Regions from separate parts of the Zea mays genome. Here regions 1 and 3 are each linked to region 2. Evidence: chromatin contacts called from public Hi-C data. All regions are on one chromosome and are shown on one strand. The core of a region is the stretch at or near the end of the contact, and the rest is flanking DNA. Distances in the headings are between cores, read along the strand shown.

The links. Hi-C and Micro-C count contacts between places; a contact is called where the count stands out from the background.
Region 1: a contact with region 2 is called in a Hi-C map of tassel, with 2.4 times the contacts expected there. The contact joins the promoter of LOC100383711 here to the promoter of LOC103643147 in region 2. A contact is called at or near these places in 3 of 25 Hi-C or Micro-C datasets (ear, leaf and tassel).
Region 3: a contact with region 2 is called in a Hi-C map of leaf mesophyll, with 2.6 times the contacts expected there. The contact joins the promoter of LOC100273557 here to the promoter of LOC103643147 in region 2. A contact is called at or near these places in 11 of 25 Hi-C or Micro-C datasets (bundle sheath, ear, endosperm and 4 more) and 1 of 3 datasets of contacts at active chromatin or transcription factors (leaf).

What each region holds. Positions count from the first base shown.
Region 1 is chr1:203,644,745-203,648,528 of Zm-B73-REFERENCE-NAM-5.0, reverse strand. LOC100383711 reads right to left here and starts at 1,856. Exons shown (of 9, transcript NM_001176348.1): 1 at 1,589-1,856; 2 at 1,312-1,512; 3 at 875-1,024; 4 at 611-790. The coding sequence starts at 1,813.
Region 2 is chr1:203,833,048-203,836,608 of Zm-B73-REFERENCE-NAM-5.0, reverse strand. It overlaps LOC103643147 (bZIP transcription factor TRAB1), which reads right to left and starts at 1,631. Exons shown (of 4, transcript XM_008666300.3): 1 at 1-1,631. The coding sequence starts at 1,203.
Region 3 is chr1:203,962,602-203,966,457 of Zm-B73-REFERENCE-NAM-5.0, reverse strand. It overlaps LOC100273557 (3-alpha-L-fucosyltransferase), which reads right to left and starts at 1,601. Exons shown (of 7, transcript NM_001147975.2): 1 at 1,087-1,601. The coding sequence starts at 1,434.

The DNA.
Region 1 (3,784 bases), core at 607-3,106, 190 kb after region 2:
ACACACTCCCCCCCCCCCCACCACCACCACTACCACACACACACCATACCATGCGCCCCAGGGTTTGTCCTTGGAGCATCCAATCCTTAAGGCTTGTTTGATTGCACTGCAATCCACATGTATTGAGGTGGAAAACTAGTTAATTTCCCACAAAGCCAAACAAGTCCTTAGGGAGGTCCTGAAACGAGCCTCTCATCTGGAGGATCTGCACACAGATATTCTCAGCGCTCTCATCAACAAAAAGACTACAAAATGAAGAAAAAAGGACTTGACCTGTGGGAAAAGAGAGCCATGTGGCAGTGCATTAAGAAGAAACTTCTCACATGCAATCTGAGAAACACCCTGAAGGCTGGCTACCCTGAACATGCCACAAAGGGCCAAGGACACGACCATGTGCATCTCACTGAAAGTGACTCAGGTGGTCACATATAACTTAGGAACACGACCAATGAGTGGTGTTTTTAACCTAGCCTACTTAAATTCGATCCTATAGAAAGTCGAACGCACGACCTGAGGTGCTATTAAGACTCTTATGACCATAAGGCTATAGACTCATTCGCTTAAATCTATTATGTGAAATACAAAAGTATTAAAGTTTCTTTTGACAAACCAAAATCTTGTCCATATCTTCAGCTGCACGAAGCCCAAACAATTGCTCAACAAATGATAAAGCGAACTGAAATGTTGTCCCTGGCCCACGACTTGTAGTAAGCTCTCCTGAAACCTGAACATTTGATTCAACTGCCCGGAATGCAGGGAGATCTCCTATAAAAGATGGGTGACAGGTGATCTTGTAAAGAAAGAAGTAAAAAAAATGTCACTACAAAACCCAAATATTAGTACAGTAAATTTATCCATATAGCAAAATGACCACCTTTTTTCTCCTGTGGAGACCCCACGGCACTAGAACAACCGCCGGTGCAGCACATATAGCACCATACAATCTTTTCTCCTCAGCCTGTCTAACTGTGATCCTCTGAAGGATGTCACTGTCTCTCAATCGCACTGAACCAGGCATTCCTCCCTGCACAGAGCAATGCATGGGTCAGATACTGTATTTTGTGCACTGCCATGTAACACCACAGAACAAAAAGGTGAGACCGTGAGAGATTGGTCACTCACCATCAGCAGAAGTGTTGTCAAATTGCTAGTTTTTTTACGAAAGATTGTCAAATTTTTGTTGTTGTCAAAATACATATTAGAACGGTTGACGCGCTTCTGAATCATTTCCCTTGCTAATTCCTATCCTAAATGCACTAAACTCCACAGGAACCATTTATGCTACTTGTAAAAGAAGAGGAAGTGAGTTACTGGGAGAGCCACAAGATCGAACACTTGGTCAGCGCAGGAGGCAATGTGCGTGTCCGCGATGATGCGGGAGCCGCAGGACGCCTCCACCTCGAGGCCGTCCTCCACAGAGGCAAGCGTCACATCAGCGGAAGCCCGCCGAAGGACACCGGCGATGATGACCGCCTCCATCTCCTCCGTACCCATGGCGATGGGCACGAGAACCTTCGCAATAGAAGGCGCGACGAAAAGTTAACATCGAGGTGCTTTCGGCGACAGGGGTGGCGAATGGAGACCTGACCTTCTTCTTTGGACAGGAAGGCGACGAGATGGCCGCTGAGGTGGCGGACAGCGACGAGACGGCTGCTGCGGTGGCGGAAAGCGTGGGGGGCGCCCGCGCCAAGGAGCGCGGTGGCGGTGGTCTAATGGAGGAGGTAAGGGAGCAGTTATGTGAGTTCAGCGGTGACCGTAGCTCCATGGCAGGAGGTGCAACGGGGGAGAGGAGAGGGTGCCATGGAGAGAGCATCGACAAACGCAGGTCGTAGGAGCGGGGAAGACGACGGGAGAAGCGAGTAGGCGTTTGGATATGGCATATGGAACACAGGTATGGATATGGGGAAGGGATACATGGGAAACGGGCAGCACGGCCTAGGCACGGGCGCACGGCCCTCCACCGGACCCGTGCTGACCCGAGTCCATGCACGCCGTCGTCGCAGCCGCGACTCCGCGTGAGGCCGTCACACCGCCGCCGTGCCGAGCCCGTCTCGCGCCACCGCAGCGCCGCACCCCTGCTCCCCGCGCTGAGGCCGTAGCACCGTATTATTCCATCCATCTTGGACTAGTTTACAACCTCAAATCCTCTTAAAATCTCTGGTTTTTTTCTACTCTAGGGCTAATTTAAAAACTTAAAATCTCCGTGATTCTTGAATATTAATCTCCGTGATTCTTGAATATTGAGCGAGAAATTAGCTTATTTTTTCTCAATCTCTAGAAAATTTCGAGGGATTTAAGTTTCTAACTAGATCTAAGATATTTAATTATTTAGGGATAGTTCGGTAACCCTATTTTTTAAAAAGATTTTTATTTTCCAAAAAAAAATAGTTTATTTTTTCTTATGTTCCGCTTGGATTATTGAATTGAATTACATTCTAATAATAATTTAAGTATATATATTAATTAAGTTAATTTGATTTTATTATTTTATGCAAAATGGAAAACACTTGAAAAAATGAAGTTGTCAAACTGACTTAGGTTTCTCTTCCCGAGTTTAGGTTCTCCCTAAGTAGGGATGGCAACGGGTACATGCCCGTCGGGTAGTACCATTCCATACTCGTACCCATTACCCATATATACTCGCGGGTATAAAATCTTACTCATACCCGTACCCGCTAGGAAAGTCTTAAATTCCAATATACAAATCACTCAAAATATTATATAAACATATAAAAACAACTTCAACTTCACATATAATAAATCATATAATTACATAACTTGGTATCTAGATAAATGATAGCTAGAGAAGGGTTTTATTTTAACTAAGATGGGTTCTATTAGATGGTTATAGTTGTATTGATGCAGGTATATTTTACCCATGGGTAGACGGGTATGGGTAGTTCCAACCCGTATTCGTACCTGTCTACCCAACGGGTAGAGGTTTTTACCCATTAGCATACCCGCGGGTAGAGAAATCATCCTGTACCCGCCTTCATATCGGGTTAAACCCGTCGGGTATTCTGGTTTCGGGTACCCATTGCCATCTCTACCCCTAGAAATGTTCCCTCCATGCTGTATAGCACCGAAAATCAAACAGTCTCCATGAAAATCAAACAGTAATCTGCTGTATAGCAGCGAAATTGTTCTGTGCATCACTGAACCATCATAAGCGCTCGCGGGATGAACCTTTTTTTAGGGGGTGTTTGGTTGCTCCTGCTAAAGTTTAGCCCGGGTCACATCAAGCGTTTGACTTTTAAATAGGAGTATAAAATATAGACCCAACCAACTGGACTAGATTCGTCTCGTCTTTTAATCTTCGGCTGACAAATTAGTTTTATAATCCGACTACATTTAATACCCGGAACGGAGGTTCAAACATTTGAGAGCACCTAGAGGGGGGGTGAATAGGTGATCCTGTGAAACTTAAACTTATAGCCACAAAAACTTGTTAAGTGTCAGCGCAATAATCGCCAAGTGGCTAGAGAGAAGGTTTTGCACAATACGATAGTCACAAAGAATTCAACACAGAGAAGACACAGTGATTTATCCCGTGGTTCGGCCAAGTACAAAACTTGCCTACTCCACGTTGTGGCGTCCCAACGGACGAGAGTTGCACTCAACTCCTCTCAAGTGATCCAATGATCAACTTGAATACCACAGTGTTATGCTTTTCTTTTCTTATCCCGTTCGCGAGGAATCTCCACAACTTGGAGCCTCTCGCCCTTACACTTTTGATGTTTCACAAAGAATCACGGAGTAAGGAAGGGAAGCAACACACACAAAT
Region 2 (3,561 bases), core at 382-2,881:
GCCCATGGCCTGATCCCCGATCCCTACCGGCGCAAACCCCATCGCTCCAGCCCCGGCGTCATTGGCGCCTCCAAAGTTGCCGAAAAAGATGGAGGCGCCATTATTGACCGCCTGAAGCGGCCGCGTCGCAACCGGCTGCGCGGGGACAGCAGCAGCAGCAGCAGCAGCGGCGGCAGGGTTGTCACGGACGACCCCCGCCCTGACCAGGAAGTCCTCCAGCGTCATCTCCCCGAGGGTCGGCTGTCGATTGGGCTGCGGCTCCGGACCGCCAGCCGTCCCCTCCCGCGCGAAGTCCCGCCAGACCTCGTCCACCGTCTTGACGCTGAGCGTGCGCGGCAGGGTGAGAGACCCCTGCCTCTGCAGCGCCGCCCCGCCGTCGCCGGCCGCCCCCGCCGCGGGCTCCGAGGCCGACGCCATGGCCTGGCTCTCCTCTGCCGTCCAGATGCTCCGCAGCAGCTCGTCCATGTTCATGGAGCCGAAGTCCTTGCCGAGCCCTCCCCCCGTCCCGCCGAGCGTGTTCTGGAACTCGTCGAACGTGAGCGAGTAGATCGACCCCTGCCTCGACAGCGGCCCCGGCCCCGCCGCCCCCCTCCTCTCGCTGTCCTTGAGATCCATCGACCTCCTCCTCTCACTCACTGCGGCGGGCGACGAGGAAGCCGGGCGGAATTCGCGGCGCGCTATATAGGTTGCTTGCGGGTGGTCGAAGACGGCAAAGCGACGGGCGCGTGCGCGGGCGCAATCGATGCGTGGGACGACCGAATTGGAAGGCACGGGACCGGACTGTGGTGGTGGTGGTGGTGCTGTTGTTGGGTGGGCGGAGGCTGGCGGTGGTAGGCAGCCGCTACCTGTCCCGCTCGCCGCCTCGGCTTGCTTTGGTGCGGGCGATCTCGTCTCGCTGCGGCGGGGGCGGGGGTCAGAGTGCGGCGGCGGACAGGTGTCCCCTACCAGCGCCGCTGCGTACGTATAAAAAAGTGCCGAGCTCGCCCGGATCGTCTGCGCCGGTGCACGCGCCCGCACACCCACTGGCCACTGCCACGCCGTACCTGTCGCAGGTCGCAGAGGATCCGGGGAAGGTGGGATAGGCAGTGGAGCTCGGGGGGGCGTAGGAGTACTACGTGGCGGCACCGAGGCTCGAGCCGGTAGAGGCGACGCCGGGCCAATCAGAGCGCGAGACGTGGGGGCAGCGCCTCCGTTGGCAGCCATTTTTTTAACCCCCGACAAGAACAAGAGTCACCCACGAGGCCGCCACCGCTGCGGGCGCCGCCGCGGCTGTGACGCCGGGGAGTGGACCAGGACGGCATGGGGCCGAGGCATCAGTTGGCCTAGGTGGGTGTCAGTGGGCAGGTGCGCGGGGTAGGCGCGCATTCACGGAAGCATCGTACCAACCAGATCTGGGTGTAGCATGGGGTGCCCTTTTTTGGCTTCCTCTCCTCGTGCTTCGTACCGGTAGGGTACCACTACCAGTAAAAAAATTCGAGCAGTTCAGGGCATGTACAACCCAGATACTACTGCACGGTACTCCAAATACAAGATACAACTAAAACACAACATAATACAGTGGTCGTGTCTAAAACATGTGTCTTACGATATTCATTGTACCAATCAGAGTATTCAATAAATTAAAGTGACCAATCAGATAGTCTTCTGTCTCGAACATAGAGCTAAGACACTGTGTCTTCGTCAAGATACGTGTCTTGAGTTTTTTTACATTCACCCCCCTAGACACACTGTAAGACACAACTTAAAACACCCATTGTACATGCCCTAAAAATGAAATTCAGAACAACATCGTGCGGCACAGATTGGGGAATAGACAGTTAATTTTACAGGCGAATTCTTTTTATTTTGGGATTTAGGAAAGGGTCGACACCTGCTTGTGGCATCATGAGGCTGGCGCATGCTCAACTGACGAACTGGTGCATGATTTGAGATGGAATTTTATCAAATTTCTGGGATTCAAAATTTACGAAGAGGGAGCTGTCCTGTATTGATACTTTGGTAGGTACTAATGGTTTTGGCGGTACTAGTTAATAGAATTTTCATTTCCATCAGAGAGTTCATATTCCAGCATGTGCAACTGGATGGGAACTCGCGCAAGACGACCTTGGAGTGAAGCGAAAGGCTGTTCCCCGCTGTAACGACGTGCGGCACACGTGCTTCCTCGCTGCGACTTTAATCTAGTTGTACCTGCGATTTTTGCTGTATTATGTCTCTTCGTAGATTACAACTGCTACAATCCAAACAGCTGCAGCAGGACAACCCAATAAGCTGACCATAATTGTCACTGCTTATTTTCTACTAGCTTCTTTCTTTACGGATTTAAACAAAAAAAATCTCTACTAAATAGGACGCTTCTTCGATAACTTTTGTTTATTGCCTATTTAGAATGAACTGCAGCTTAAGCTGCTTTTCGCTAACTTCTCAAATAAATTGCTTTTCCAATAAACAATAGTTATATCAAACAAGCCCTATTGGGGACTTGTTCTCAAATGCTTTGAATTAAGAACAAGGCAACATAAAGTGTTAAATGTTAATGTCCTTCGTCTATGAAACATTAGAATAATGGATCTTGGACGAAGGTTAATAAAAGCATAATTACGAAGCTCGAATCTTCGTAATAAAATTTCAGTAAAAATTGTAAAATGACATAAAACAAAAGGTATGAAAGGAATAAATACATCATAGATGAATAACATTGTATTTTCTTAATATATTGAACCATTAAATACAATAATACCTTTGCCTTGGCAAAGAGTTGAATTCCGAGAGATGCGATTGTAATTAATCGAATGCCTGAACAGTAACGGAATACTGTTCACTATTTATAGGCACAGGACGCAGCCTGTGAGGAATTACAAGTATACCCCTTATAAAAACTTACAACATTGACTCAGACCTTTATGGACTAAAAGGTCATTCTATCTTTAAGTCGGTTTGTAATGCCGAAGCTTTACGAAGAGGAACCTTCGGCTATCTCATACAAACAGCTTCATCCGAGGACCACTTCTTTCTATAAGACCTTCGGCGACGAAGCATAGACCCAACAGTAGCCCCTTTCGCGGTGCTAGATCGTTTTTCGTAACGAGCTTGATCCGTGAAAAAAGTTTCTTAAGCTTCGGAGCGCCGAAGGTCTCAAAAACACCTTCCCTGAGCTCGTTGTCGAGAAACGATTCAATCTCCCTGCGCGTAGCGGCCCCACCTTGCAGAGTTACTGTTCGGTCTCTGCGGTCCACCGCACAGCGAGTGCGAGCGGGTGTCCGCCTGGTGTAAAACTTCTGGCGCTTCGCCTTCTTACCTGCGGCACTATATAAACAGACGAGTAGGTGTGAAGTTACCACAGCATTTACTGCTATTTGCACTGTTTTGCTGCCAAAATTTTTAACTGCCGCCGAAGCTTGTTTGTCGGAATCGAACGAAGCTCCATCTTGAAACCTGCTTCGGAGGAAAAAAGTATTAAAGTTTCACAAGTTCATAGTTAAATGGCCAGAATCCGTTCTACCGCTAGGGTTGAGCGTGAGGGGGACGAAACTGAAGCTTCGGAGACTGTTCCTATCTCCGAAG
Region 3 (3,856 bases), core at 352-2,851, 130 kb before region 2:
GGCTCCATCTCCGGCTGCTGGCTTGCTGAGGTTGGGCGTCAGACGGCCGACTGCTGATGCTGGGCGCTGTGTTGGTCTGCTGAGAGCGTGCAGCCGGGGCTGGGCCTGGGCACGCTGCGCAGGGTGGCCGGGGTTAGCCTGCTGTGGCCACCGTCCGCTGGGCTGCTGTGAGCCGCGCCGAAGGAGGAAGGAGTCGACCAAGCCAGCAGAGGGCAGCCAACTGCAGCACTGGCGCGAGCGCGGCCAGGCCCTGGGGAGATGATTGGCTGTTGGTGCTAGGCAGCTACCTCTAGCGTTTGGCGTTGGTGACCGCGAGGGATTGAGGGTGAGGCCATGATGGTTAGCTGGCTAGCTGCCATGGGGAGGCCATGGTGTGACCACGTCTGTGGCTGATGAATACGAGCTGGTCACTTGCATGTCGTCGAAGGCGAAGCCCGGGCACGAGCCCAGGCTGGCCGGGCGATGCCTCCGCCACTGGCAGAGATACTTCCTATTTTCATTCAAGGAACAGAGTACTAATCTAGTACAAAGGTTCAGGGCTTTAGGCACATATAAACATGCCTCGACATAAAATCCAACTGGTTGAGCAGCTAGGCCGAGTCAAGGCTGGGCAGAGAGGGGAAACTAAAGTGAAGCATTTCATTTTTGGGTAATCTTATTTGTATCAGGCTCAAATTTCTCTCTTTGGCTCAGCTAAGCCACAAATACTTAAGGTTCCATAATCATATAGGAACCAGTGGCACCCTCTCAGACTATGCATATACAAGTCGTCCACAGACAATCTGAAGAAGTCCTTGTATGACGTTATATTGTTATTCGGACGACTTATTTCATAAATTCGTAATGAATGAAGATTTACGCTTAAAAATACAAGCATAAAATGCTGCCAGCTGCTGCTGTCATGCTTCACCAAGTATGAATACTTAATCAGGCGGATGGTCTAGGTTTCACGCAACAGAGATTTCGCCAGAACTTATGAAGTAACTTCGATCCACCTCAGCAGCAGGTCAGTGGAACCAATTCGTTAACAAACTAACTTTCCTAACTCAAACTAAGAGCACGAGGGAAAAAAGGCATGCACTAGACCTTGGCAGCGCCACCGACAAGCACGGGATCCCTGTCAAAGTCGCGGTCGTAGGGCACGGCGTCCTCCCTCTCGAGCCGCTGCTCGCACCGCCGGATCTCTTCGTCCTCGCCGTCGCCGTCGCCGTCTGCCCTCGGGACCGCGCCCCGGCCCACGGATTCACCCCAATGGGAGGAGCGGCGGTAAAAGGAGGTGGTCCAGCTCTCGACCACCTCGGCGTTCTTCGCCATGTCGAGGCGGCCGAGGAAGGCGATCTCGGCGAGGAAGGCGGCGCCTACGAGGAGCGGCAGCAAGCACCTCCATCGCCGCCGGCGGCCCGCCTGCGACTGCGAGTGGGAGGAGACCATCATTGCTGGCCCTCCTCGCGCCTCGCCGGCGCCGGGTGGGGAGTGGTGGAGAGATCGTGTGGGGCGACCAAGAGACGGTGGGCGGAGTCAGGCGAGTTTGGAACGAGCCAACGACCCCCCGCGCCAGCAGCCGCTGAGATCTTCCTCGCACGGGCACGGATTTGGTTCTGTTCGGCCGGCTCCAATTCTCCATTGGCACGGACGAGGGACGAGTCGTACTCGTACAGACAGACGGGCGCCGGCGAGAAGCAGGCATGTGGGATGGGCACCACGTGTCAGGGAAATGGAGTGGCCGCTGCCGCTTTGCCTTTGTTGGATTGGAGAGCCCGCCGGTGGGCTTTGACAGTTGGGCTCAAAGCAGTTTTCTAGTAGTTCGGGCTTGAAACGAAACCAGGCCGACATCGGGAATTGTAATCCAACGTGTGTTTCTAAAAGAAAGAAAGAAAAAATGTAAAACAAGTGTTTTGGAACCCTAAAAACAAACAAACGGCGTCCCTCAACTACCAGATCCAAGGTTGTTCCTGACTTTTCGGGGGCCCTGTAAGAAATCCGATATAGAGGCCCCATCCACACACAAATATATATAATTATACATATATTATACAAATATATATAATTATACATATATTATCGAATATTTGACGTATAAAAATTATTATGCATTGTTTTGAAGTTTATAAGATAACAAATGTAAAATATATCCAAAAACACTTAGTTGTTATCTGATATCATTAAAAATATCTTCTAACATTTTGTGATACAAAGTCATCGTTTATATTATTGAGATCAATCTTATCCAACAACTTTTTTCGATATATAGAATCGCTAAGTCATTTAACCTCTCTTGAGTTATCGTTGACCATAAATAGTTTACAAAATATTTCAATTTTAAAAAGCTTCTCTCTACCGATGCAATCATCATATGTATAGTAAATAATATTCTCTCTATATCAAAATAGAATTTATTTTGCTTCTTTAGTGGATTCATCATCATATAGTTGAATATAAATATAAAAATCAAGAAAGCTAAAACAAATACTATTTGAAACGGATGGAGTATTCGATAAGTAATTGAGACATTAGTTTAATAATCTAAACGAGACTGGTCGATAGCGCATCGCTTTTTACGTATTTGTGTCTAGAATTGTCGGGGACCATAATTAGGGGTACCCCCAAGACTCCTAATCTCAGCTGGTAACCCCCATCAGCACAAAGCTGCAAAGGTCTGATGGGCGCGATTAAGGTCAAGGCTCAGTCCTCTCAAGGGACACGATCTCGCCTCGCCCGAGCCCAGCCTCGGGCAAAGGCAGCCGACCCCGGAGGATTCACGTCTCGCCCGAGGGCTCCCTCAAGCAACGGACACACCTTCGGCTCGCCCGAGGCCCAGTCTTCGCAGAGAAGCAACCTTGGCCAGATCACCACGCCAACCGACCATATAGCAGGAGCATTTAAGGCAAGGATCGCCTGACACCTTATCCTGACGCGCGCTCTTCAGTCGACAGAGCCGAAGTGACCGCAGTCACTTTGCCGCTCCACTGACCGACCTGACAAGAAAACAGTGCCGCCTGCGTCGCTCCGACTGCTGTGCCACTCGACAGAGTGAGGTTGACAGCAGCTAAGTCCAGCCTCGGGCGCCATAGGAAGCTCCGCCTCGCCCGACCCCAGGGCTCGGCCCCCGTCTCGGCCTCGGAAGATGGACTTCGCCTCGCCTGACCCCAGGGCTCAGGCTCAACCTCGACGCTGGACGACGAACTCCGCCTCGTCCGACCCCAGGGCTCGGACACAGCCTCGGCCTCGGAAGATGGACTTCGCCTCGCCTGACCCCAGGGCTCAGGCTCAACCTCGACGCTGGACGACGAACTCCGCCTCGTCCGACCCCAGGGCTCGGACACAGCCTCGGCCTCGGAAGACGGTCTCCGCCTCGTCCGACCCCAGGGCTCGGACACAGCCTCGGTCTCGGAAGACGGTCTCCGCCTCGCCCGACCCGGGGCTCGGACTCAACCTCGACCTCGGAAGGCGGACTCGACCTCGACCTCGGAGGAGCCTCCGCCTCGCCCGACCTAGGGCTCGGACCGACCACGTCACAGGGGGCCATCATTACCCTACCCCTAGCTAGCTCAGGCTACGGGGAACGAGACCAGCGTCCCATCTGGCTCGCCCCGGTAAACAAATAATGATGGCGCCCCGCGTGCTCCATGACGACGGCGGCTCTCAGCCCCTTATGGAAGCAAGGAGACGTCAGCAAGGATTCGACAGCCCCGACAGCTGTCCTTCCGCAGGGCTCAAGCTCTCCTCCGACGGCCACGACATCACATGAACAGGGTGCCAAAACCTCTCCTACTGCCACGACGGCATGTACTTAGGGCTCTAGCTCCTCTCTGCTAGACACGTTAGCACATTGATACACCCCCATTGTAAACCTGGA